Linked DNA regions of Zea mays: region 2 is linked to region 1. A link is a contact called in public Hi-C data. All regions are on one chromosome and are shown on one strand. Each heading gives the region's core, a stretch centred on a gene start, on an enhancer-like site or on the middle of the called end of the contact. The rest is flanking DNA. Distances are from core to core; before and after follow the strand shown.

Evidence for each region. Hi-C and Micro-C count contacts between places; a contact is called where the count stands out from the background.
Region 2: a contact with region 1 is called in a Hi-C map of leaf, with 5 times the contacts expected there. The contact joins the enhancer-like site here to the promoter of LOC100272660 in region 1. A contact is called at or near these places in 2 of 25 Hi-C or Micro-C datasets (leaf and tassel).

The regions. Positions count from the first base shown.
Region 1 is chr3:128,788,757-128,794,125 of Zm-B73-REFERENCE-NAM-5.0, forward strand. It overlaps LOC100272660 (MYB transcription factor), which reads left to right and starts at 3,383. Exons shown (of 3, transcript NM_001147118.1): 1 at 3,383-3,769; 2 at 3,905-4,034; 3 at 4,122-4,895. The coding sequence starts at 3,649. The coding sequence ends at 4,623. It also overlaps a transcript of LOC100273435 not described here.
Region 2 is chr3:129,064,990-129,070,289 of Zm-B73-REFERENCE-NAM-5.0, forward strand. No RefSeq gene overlaps it. Among protein-coding and RNA genes, the nearest start is that of LOC103650538, 26 kb to the left of the region's middle. Within about 2 kb of position 2,737, at least 14 of the 20 cell types and tissues checked have an H3K27ac peak or open chromatin away from gene starts, as enhancers often do. A contact at or near this core is called in leaf and tassel, where this site is marked.

The DNA of each region.
Region 1 (5,369 bases), core at 2,133-4,632:
AACTTCGCCGCCGCCGCCGTCGTCGTGCCGATGATGAGGATGAAGCCTGCCGGCCGGGCCGACCGGTCCTGACACCTGACGCCGGCCGCTGCCGATGGCAGAGGAAGAGAAGGAGCAGGAGCAGGGCGCGCCCGGCCCACGCAGACAGGCGCAAAAGTCCCCCCAGCCCGCACAGGTGGGAGACCACCGCGGGAAACACCGAGCAGAAACGATGCCGAAGCTTCCAAAAGTAAGACGCCAAGCCGAGATAGAAAGAAAAAAAAAGCGGACTGCACCACCGCACAGGCTCGCAGCAACTTGAGCTCGGTGGCCTCCACATCGGTGCTCGTCTTCGCCTCGTCTTTGAAAATTGACAAGGGCTCAAGGCTGAGGTGAGCCTCACACGCGCGCCAGGAAAATATATTTATCATATCAGTTGCACTGTTGGGGAAAAAGGCCCTTTTTCAGAAGAAGGAATAGGAAGACAGACAGGTGCACACAGTATAATGGAGAAGTTAGGTCCCAGACCCCCCATCCCCTCCCCGACTGTGCTGGAGATGTGGCTGTTCCAGAAAAGACCCCCTGTGCGCAGCGGAGCGGACACATGCGTGCATCCAAAACCCGCCGTTGGATGATGCGATCGCCATGCATGATGGAAGCGAAAAGGAGGACTCACCAGTCCACTACTCGCTGTGATATGAAAAAATACGAAATGAGAAGGAGGCGAGAGACGATCCCAGGGATTGTCAGCTTATCAAACCAAGCTACGACCAGACCTGGGCGGAAACCCCCCCCCCCCCCCCCCCCCCCCCCCCCCCCCCCCCCCCCCCCCCCCCCCAAAAAAAGTCGCACAGAACAATCATTCTGCCTCTCGAGCCAGCAGCCTAGCACGCGTGCCAACATCTCGAGAGAGAGTCAAATCGTTTCTTAATCGAGAAACCATAATCTAGAGACGGTTTACCAGTTTGGAGGGGTACGTGATGGAGGACATCTTGTGCTTCAGCCTGACCTGACACCACCGAACGTTCAAAGAGGACGATCCATGAAATGATGCTTTAGACGCTGCCCGCTCGTCGTTTCACCTGTGACCAGCTGTACGAGCAGAGCAACGACGATGAGCGAGCCATTGTACCCAAAAAAATAAAAAAACTAATGTCAGCCGAGGACCAGGACCCCTGCAGGTTCACAGGAAAAAGAAAAACTCTGCTCTCAGGCAGAGGCAGAGGCAGCCGCTGGCTCGAGCAGCTCTAGAGGGACGAGGGCCGCCCCTTTCCTCTCTGTGCGGCTGTGTGCGCGCAGTAAACTAGTAAGATCCTTTTTCCTGTGCCCCCGATAATGGCTGGCACAAAAGGGGGGATGGAGTCCTCTGTGCCAATGATAAAGGGTGGCAGAAAGGCTAGTGCTTTTCGCGTCAGGATAGCAGGAAGGAGGAAAATTTGTGGAAGAAACCAGATGGCGACTTTGCCAAGATGCCCCCGTTTTCTCAATAGTATAATCAGCCACTTGAATTTCAAGGATACACCAGCAGTATTAGGACCGAAAGGTGAAATTTCATTGTAAATATGACAAAACCGATCGTATTCGAACAACACAAAGCCGGTCATATTCAAACAACACAGGTTTATGTTATGCATTAGGCCGTTCGTTGTCCCAAATCCATGAGGGTTGAGGGGGAATAAGTCCACTGCTAGTCAAAACCCATCTCAATCCACTTCAATACCCCTTAATCCACATGGTTTAGATATAAAACGAACAAGACCTTACTGAACAAGACCTTACTGACTTCCAGTGTTCAGCCCAGTGAAGGTAAAATATGTCAGTTACATGTGTGCCTTACAGTTTAGACACCATTCTAAACTTTAGGGACTAAATTTTAGTCACTAGAAACCCTATTTGAAAGACCTATTTTAGTCACCATGTTTGGTATTAGAGACTAAAAGTGATTAAACTTTAGTCACTAAAGTTTCGGAGGTGGGAACCAAAACCCTCCTTAGTAACCCAATTTTTTCACACGGTATGTTTTATTGAGTTGCAACCAACACATCTCAGGCGATTATATATGAGCAAGTATCTTCCAAATTGGACAGCATGAGAACTCGGTTACATGATGACTGCCAAGTTGCAACTTCATGCCGGCAAAAACACTGAGTGAGGGCTAGTTTGGCAACCACATTTTCCCATGGGATTTTCAATTTCCTAAAGGAAAATGAACTAATTTCTCAAAGGAAAATGAACTAATTTCTCTTGGGGAAACGAAAAACCCTTGGGAAAATATGGTTCCCAAGAGAAAATGAATGTATAGCATCTGAAGCGCTTTATGTATCTATCTGCTTTCATAGTAGATGTACCATGTGTCTGATTGATAAATAGAAATAAGATGGTATTCCTAGTTAACCCACGCGTAGTGTTTCATCAACCAAAGCACCAAAAAGTTGATAAGCACAGTCACTTTTCTTTTGTCGAGAAGCAAAAATAAAAACACACATCCAATCGGAAAAAAAGAAAATAAAAGAAGGAACAAGCATATACCTTCAGAAAGCATCATATTATTGAAACGCTAGTATATCAAAAGTAGAAAATTCTGCCGTATTTGCTTCAACCAGTGATACAGACTTTAAGAACTACTCAGGCAGAAAAAAAATGTCTTCGTCTGATGAAACCAAAAAAAAAAAGTTTACCCTCAACTACACGGCGAGTGCCCTTTAACTGTATACTGGTCCAATACAGTGTTAGTAGTAACTGGATTAACTAGCCAGTAAAAGTATGTACTAGTACACTGTACTCCGTACAAAATATTGTCCATCAAAACTTCTCTAACTTTAACCATATTTATGGAAAGATACATCAACATCTACAGTATCAAATTAGTTCATTAAATTCTTCATAAAATATGTTTTGACAGTGCATCTACTTCAACTTGTAGATTTTTGTAAAAATTTGGCCAAAGTCAGAGAAAGTTTACTTCAGGGCAAAAATAAAGTGAAGTATAATCAAAGTTAATTTGGAACGGAGGTAGTAGCCTTTTAATACGCATAAAAGCTTCTACCAGAGTGACCTCACCATAGCAAAGATTTATGAAGAAATTCAAAGCTAAGTTTCAGGTAGATTTATGAATAAGACATATGGGGACAATAATCTCAAAATACATGAACGGTAAACAAATAAATTAACTTTTATTGTATACTGTAGTTTATTAACAAAAAGCAAGAATATACCTCTGCAAATTCCAGACGTCAATAAAGCTGATGTCCTAACATGCACACCTATGATTTTGCAATACAATATGCGCAACATGAGCCAATTAAAAAAGCTACTTTATCAGTTAGAATCTGAGGGCAACCCAAATGGTGGAATATAGGATCTTTAGGGAGCTCCAAATCACACCCACCATATCACCTGGCCACCAAGACCTCCCCCTCTTACCTATAAATGAGAGGCAAAAGCCAGTAAGCCACCAAACCAGTAGGCAACTAAGACAAAGTGGCATACTCTTCTCTGTACTAGCTTTCTTCTTCCTCTCCTCTTCCTCACAAACAGACTGGATTTCAACAAGATAATCCTGAAACTGGAGCCAACAAGCACACAGAGAAAGAAGAGCAAGAAGACCGGCTCCCAGCCGATACAAGGTAGGAGTGAGCAGCGTTAGTTTCATCATATCGCATAGGCGATATGGTGACAGTGAGAGAGGAGACTCGCAAGGGGCCATGGACAGAGCAGGAGGACCTGCAACTGGTATGCACTGTCCGTCTGTTCGGTGAACGTCGTTGGGATTTCATTGCCAAAGTATCAGGTTTGAGGGGTGGGGATCCACAAATTAGGTAGCTAAATTGAAGTCATCGCGCTAAGTCGCAAAAGCAAGTATCAACCTCTCTAACCGACTCTATTCTTGCTTCCCCTCTCCCTTTCTGTATCTTCATTCATGCAGGACTCAACCGGACAGGCAAGAGCTGCCGGCTGCGGTGGGTCAACTACCTCCACCCTGGCCTCAAGCGTGGGCGCATGTCTCCCCATGAAGAGCGCCTCATCCTTGAGCTGCACGCTCGGTGGGGAAACAGGTCTGATCACCAAAAGACAATCAAAAGAACAAAATGACTGTTTTCTCTAAAATTTGATTGACATGTCCAATAACTTCTCCTAAACAGGTGGTCCAGGATAGCACGGCGCTTGCCAGGGCGCACTGACAATGAGATCAAGAACTACTGGAGGACACACATGAGGAAGAAAGCACAGGAGAGGAAGAGGAACATGTCTCCATCATCATCCTCATCTTCACTGAGTTACCAGTCAGGCTACCCAGATACTCCATCAATCATTGGAGTTAAGGGACAGGAGCTTCATGGTGGCAGTGGCTGCATCACAAGCATCCTGAAGGGCACCCATCCGGACATGGATGGCTATCCCATGGACCAGATATGGATGGAAATTGAGGCGCCAGAGGTGCCCTCGGAGGTGGGCTTTGTTGGAGGGAACGAAAATGTGTGCAGCAGCCTTGCCACCCCTCTGCCACCACCTACCGTCTGGGAATACTACCCAGAGGTCTGCTGGAAGCTTGACGATGAGATCAAGATGGCACCACAATTTGGTTATATAGTGAAGGAGCTGACCCCTGCTTCTGATACCATATATATTGGGTCTGATTACTAAGTTATACACCATCCTAGCAGAAGTGAAGTGCTTTTGTTGACACAAGCTTTAGCATGGATCTGGATATTTATCTCCCGCTTAGAATTGGAGGCCTATGGCTCTATGCATGATTTCTATGTATCTATCTAGTGTGCAAGACAAGATCATCTCAATTTGTCCTTGATGCTATGTAACACAAGGGCAAAGGTGCTATGTCTGTTTACTCAGAATAATTAGCTATTCCGTGGGACTCCTGTTGGGCATGAAGCCAAGAATAAATTTTATATTGATATAGATGGTCTTAACTTGGAACGATTTTAGAGTTTCAATCCAGAGAAACCATTGTTAAGGTGAACATTAAGCTGACCCAGCTAAAAATATAGTTCGCTTTTAACCCATCCGTAAAAACCAGTGAATGTTGTTTTGTACAAGTGGATCGGCTGGTTGATGGCCTCAAGTAACAACTACTAACCCCAAAAGAAACCAAACGAGTACCAAATTAGTGCACTGATAGAGTTGCCTGCCTTTATAAAAAAAATGTATTATTCCATTGTACCAACTTGGCAACTTGCAGGTCATGGTATTAGGAAAGAGAAGAGAGCTCTCAGGAGCCACCAAGTCTCAATGTGAAAAGGTGCCATAGTCTGATCCAGCAAAAAAAGCTGTTGGCAAAGGACTAGCTCCAATTTTTTTCTCAGCCCAAGTTCAGATGGGTTTCTGTAAAATTCCAATCATCTATCTTTATAATCATCTTTTCATTTTGTTCC
Region 2 (5,300 bases), core at 1,487-3,986, 280 kb after region 1:
ATGGAAACAACAAATTTTTTTGCAGGAAAGTGATGGCCGAGAAGACTCCTGATGGAGGGGAGACACTGAAGGTAACCATCACAAACTCCAGCGCTGGGGGGCAAGCACAGACAAGGGGATATGCGCGAGAACCTATACTACGCATCGCGGACGGTCCGGTGTCTAGGCGCGGACGGTCCGTAACATCACCGGACGGTCCGAAGCGTTCCGGCGGACGGTCCGGCAACGTCGAAGAGCCGCGGCGACCACGTACCTTCAAACCACGACGACCAGAAATAGGTACGTGGAAAACTAACACGTTCAAGGCAACTGGTCGGTTGGTAAAATCTAGCCCGACCTTTGATCAATTATTGTCTAAATATATGAAAAAGAAGGTTGGCTCCAGCGACCGGCCACCAAAGGGACCTCGCTTACCCACCCAGGTGCGACGGCAGGTTAGGCCGATTGGACCACCACACCAATCGGAAAGGACGGGAGGTCATAATATTCAATTAAGACCTAACATACCTGCATGGACACCTCCACCACCATATCTACCTATGCCATATTCATATACATACATACCTCCACCATACGTCCCAAATCAAATGTGGGGCATGCCACCATACCCACTTAGGATGCCACAGTACCCCGCTTGGGGGACACCCCAAACATCTGTATTCAATAGGTTGACACCTCCAGTACAAGACCGATTGAGAGCCCCTCAATCTGGTCCACAAGCACAGGCCCAGCAAGATTGCCGAACAATTCGGCCCCAAAGGCTGACTAATCCGGCAGGGGGGCATACAGCTACAACCTCCAACAGTACGAAAAAGGGAGACGTCATTAAAATAGGAACGATAGATGTCGTCGTACAACAAAATAACGAAGGGCCAATGATTTTTGGTGAATCGGCCAACACAAACAAAAAAGAAAGTACGACTGTCAATAAAATAGCCGATCCAAAATACTCCATGCCCCGATGGTGCCCATCGGGATTGACACGATTGCAAAAGCGAAAATTGCAGCGCCTTAGAGCAAAGGAGAATCAGGAGAAGGAGGCGGAAAAAATATTCAATGACACACATCCGCAGTATCCGCCATCACAAAAGAGATGGAGACCAAAGGCCGTTGAGGAAAATCAAACGGCCATAAAGACAGAAAATAAAACAGCAACTATGCAGCTCTTTGCAGGTATAGCAGACAGTCCGGCTATAAAGACCGGACCAACCGTACAGGGCGCGGACCGTCCGACCCCTGAGGCCGACTCATCCGCAATAAACCATGACACCTGCAACGACGTGCCGACACCCATGGAGGAAGATGACCTGCAAGGAGAAGACATGATCGACTACGAAGCTACGCCAGAACACTTGGAAAATTAGGAAAAGCTAGGTGACGGATTGGTCAGGATCAGTATGATGCTCGACGGTGTTGGGACCAACAGTTCGCACGTCCGAGACCAAGACCACTGCGTACCATCCTAGTAAGTGGCAAGATGCCTAAGAAAACCGATGTGATAACATCGAGTTAGTTGCTTTTGGTTCGCTCAGCTCCACCAAAAGGCAGGGGGCATATGTTGAGCACCAATTTGAGCGCGCGGACGGTCCGGCCCTGAGGCCGGACGGTCCGCGGTCCGCACCTGTGGGCCGGACGGTCCGCGCGTGCGCAGAACAGATTAGGGTTCCGAGTTTTGTGCTACGGTTGTTAGCTAAAATCATGGGATAAGCTCGGAAATTAGTTTGTAAAGGGTCCAGCCCCCTCCTCTATAAATAGAGAGGTATACGGCCGATTTGTAATCATCAACAATCGAATCAATACAACTTTTATTCGCATTTTATCCTAGGAGTAGTTCTAGTCTAGTTTAGGTTTAGCCTCTCAATCCCCAAATTCTTCGCCTCTCTTCGACTCTACGCCGATTGGAGGAGTCTAGGTCGGCCGGCCCAAGCCTAGACAACCCCTAGGATCTCTCCTCCCCGACGGGGTCCCTCCCGGGAGCGAGATCCAGGCCGCCGCCGGCGACTTCCGCCGCCGGCGACTTCCGCCGCCCCTGCGCACGCGCGGACCGTCCGGCCTCAGGGCGCGGACCGTCCGGCCGTCAGGCAGAGGACCCAAGCTCCTGCACCAGGACGCGGACCGTCCGGCCCTAGGCCGCGGACCGTCCGCGCCTGACCAGAGAGCACCGCCGCCTCGCGCCAGGTCGCGGACCGTCCGGCTCCGTGCCGCGGACCGTCCGCGCCTGACCAGAGAGCACCGCCGCCGGTTCTTCTTGAGTATTTGGCGCTCCGAAAAGGCGTCAACACAAGTCATTTTAGACGATATATTTATGTACTAGTTAATGATAAAAATAAATAATTATATTATCAAGAGATCACTTATTGTGTAAATATGTTTATTTTAATGTACATATAATGATTTTTTATATCTAACAATATGTATAAGTGAAAATATTTTACATTAATAACAAATAATGTATATCTTAATTATAATTTAAACGGAGATGAGAATTTTCGTGGGAGATTTATCAACGTAAGAAACAAAGATGGAGAAGAAATGTTGGCTACAAGCGTTTGTAAGGGTCCCGCAGAAAAAAATTACATCCCAGAAACAGATACGGAAACCTATTCCACCGGAAATTGTCCGTTGGCCGTTGCCATAGATGATACCTCTCTCCGATGCAACCTGGGTCCTGGGCAGAGCGCCCAAGCCCTTGCTGTCGCGAGCTGCTGCGCGCCATGGGCCTCCCGCGCGTCCATCTCCGCGCCTGGGCTGACCTCCTACTTGCGGCGCTAGCTATTTCCCTCTCGTGGGCCACCCTCAGGTGCACCTTGCACGACGCAGCAGCCGCCCAAGCCACTGCATGCATGTTCGTAAAGGTATAGCAAGCCCATGCACGTGCAAGCAACAAACTTCTAATAATACTAGTCGGTTGCCCGTGCGTTGCGACGGCTTACAACAATACCCACGTAAACTATCCATCACAAAAATTTCAATATTTTTTATTAATTGTCTTCGCTCTATGTATAATATATTTTTTGATTTGATTAACTGATGTTATTGTTTACTTCATGCAAATATGTCTTGGTACAACACGATCAATGAAGTGAGCGATAAGAAGAGAATTTACAACAATTGACTGAATGAACAGAGATTATAAAATGACATAATTCCATCATACAGAGACCAAATAAGAGAAAGTTTATGCGATCAAGTTTATAAAATAAGTTCTATGAAATTAAACTTATAAAAAAGATAGATCAAAATATGGAATGATTGCTAAAGTCAAGCATCAATAAAAATTGGATGCGCTCCATATAAATTACGCTACTTCGTAGCAATTACTAACGTTTAAAACCAACAAATAACCTTTCATTTTGCTGTTAGTGTGACAAATCATTGCTGCTCCATCCAATTCAGCAACCTCAAACACCATATAGTCCATTGCGTCAATGTGGTCTCAGAAACGACCTAATACTTGCAAGAGCAAAGAACGTCGTGCCGTGTTTGGGCTGTAGCCTCAGCCCGTAGTGCTGGCCCGGCCCGACACAATTATTTTTTATTTTAGAAAAAACGTATATACCTATATACAATTTATATTCAATATTAAAAACATCTTAGCGTGATGTTCTAGTGGTTAGACAGTTTCACCCAGTGTCTCCCGCCCTTCTTCCATCAGGGCATGGGTTCGAACCCCACCTCCTGCACCGTTTTTTAGCAGGCCGGCATGACGTGCCTGTGCCATAGTTGTGGCCCGCGTGCATTTAGCCTGTATCGGACGTCGTTACGCTGATTTAATTAAATGGATCAACGGGCTAACGGTCTGGCCCGACACAGTTAGCAGGCCGACATGACGTGCATGTGCCATAGTTGTGGCCCGCGTGCATCTAGCCCATGTTGGGCATCGTTTGGCATCTATAGACGTGCAACGGATTAATTTAAAATAGCTGTGAGGGGTTATTTGTAAAAAAATGACGCATGACGACCGTTGAAACTGGTGCTTTAAGTATAGTATAGATGTATAAGAGAAAATATTTTAGATTAATAATAAATAATTTATATCTTAATTATAATTTAAACGTGGATGGGGATTCCTGTTGAAGATTTATCATCATAGAAAATGGAGATGAAGAAAAAATATTTATTGCAAGCAGCAAGCGTTCGTGAAGCTATCCGCAGAAAAAAAAAATACATCGCAGAAACAGATATAGAAAGCTATTCCACGGGAAATTGTCGGTGTTGAGAACTACGTTACCACGGATCACCAGATCCGCTCCCTTCCCTCCCGTCAGTAGTAGAGACGCAAGAAGTTGTAGATGACCCGTCTCCCTTTCCATAAGCACGACAAAGAAAACACACGAGACACAGGATATAGGGTTGAGCCTCTGGCCTCTTTCTGATCTCTATTCCATATGAGGGGATACATGTTCTATATATAAAGACGTGATTGCCCTCAGGGGTATATTCGGTATTTGCCCACATAACCCTTCATTAGGGTTTCTCAACACTCCCCCTTGGGCGAATACCGCGACCAACACATGCCTCATTAAAACTCCCAAAAACCCAGTGGGAAAATATGGAGAAAGAGCGCATGGTGACGCATATTGCATTTGCACTTTGTTGCCTCGTTACAAACCTCATGTGAGAAACTTCAGGAAAACTCACAAAGGAAAAAGAGTACAACAATTGTCATCAGGACATATTTCGATCTTCTATATCTAGATTCAATTGAATCTTCTATAAAGGCTAACTTTATAAATGTGCTCCCCCTGATCCTTGCAAAACCGTATCAATAAGGCAAAACATCTTCTTTTGGAAGTATATGCATATAAAGATTTAGCAAATGAATTGCATATCCTTGCAAGGACTATTTCAGGAACTTTACCTCTACTCATTTCTAGGATATACGAGTTAAGTGCACGTATCAATATAAATAAGCCACTTTGATTGATGGTGTTTGATCGACTGGATCTATATATTTGATAGAAAGTTCCATAAAGGTTCACATATTGATCATCAAGCTCACGCCTTCAGGGCATAGAATTTGACATTTATTGTCTCACGATTGTGATCAATATAAGCATTCGCTCCCCCTGACGATGACATCTGTCAAAGTCGTTATCCCTCATAACTCAAGCATATTCTTCAAGATATATGTCTCGTTGTTCATCTCGAATAACGAGAATAGATGAGGTTGGGGTGCTATAGTTTTCTATCTTACACCACATTTTATACATAGTTGTGCAAAACAAGTAACATGTCCTTCTATAGGACTTTAGGGGATAATATAGTTGCAATAGTACATATTCTAAATATGACACATC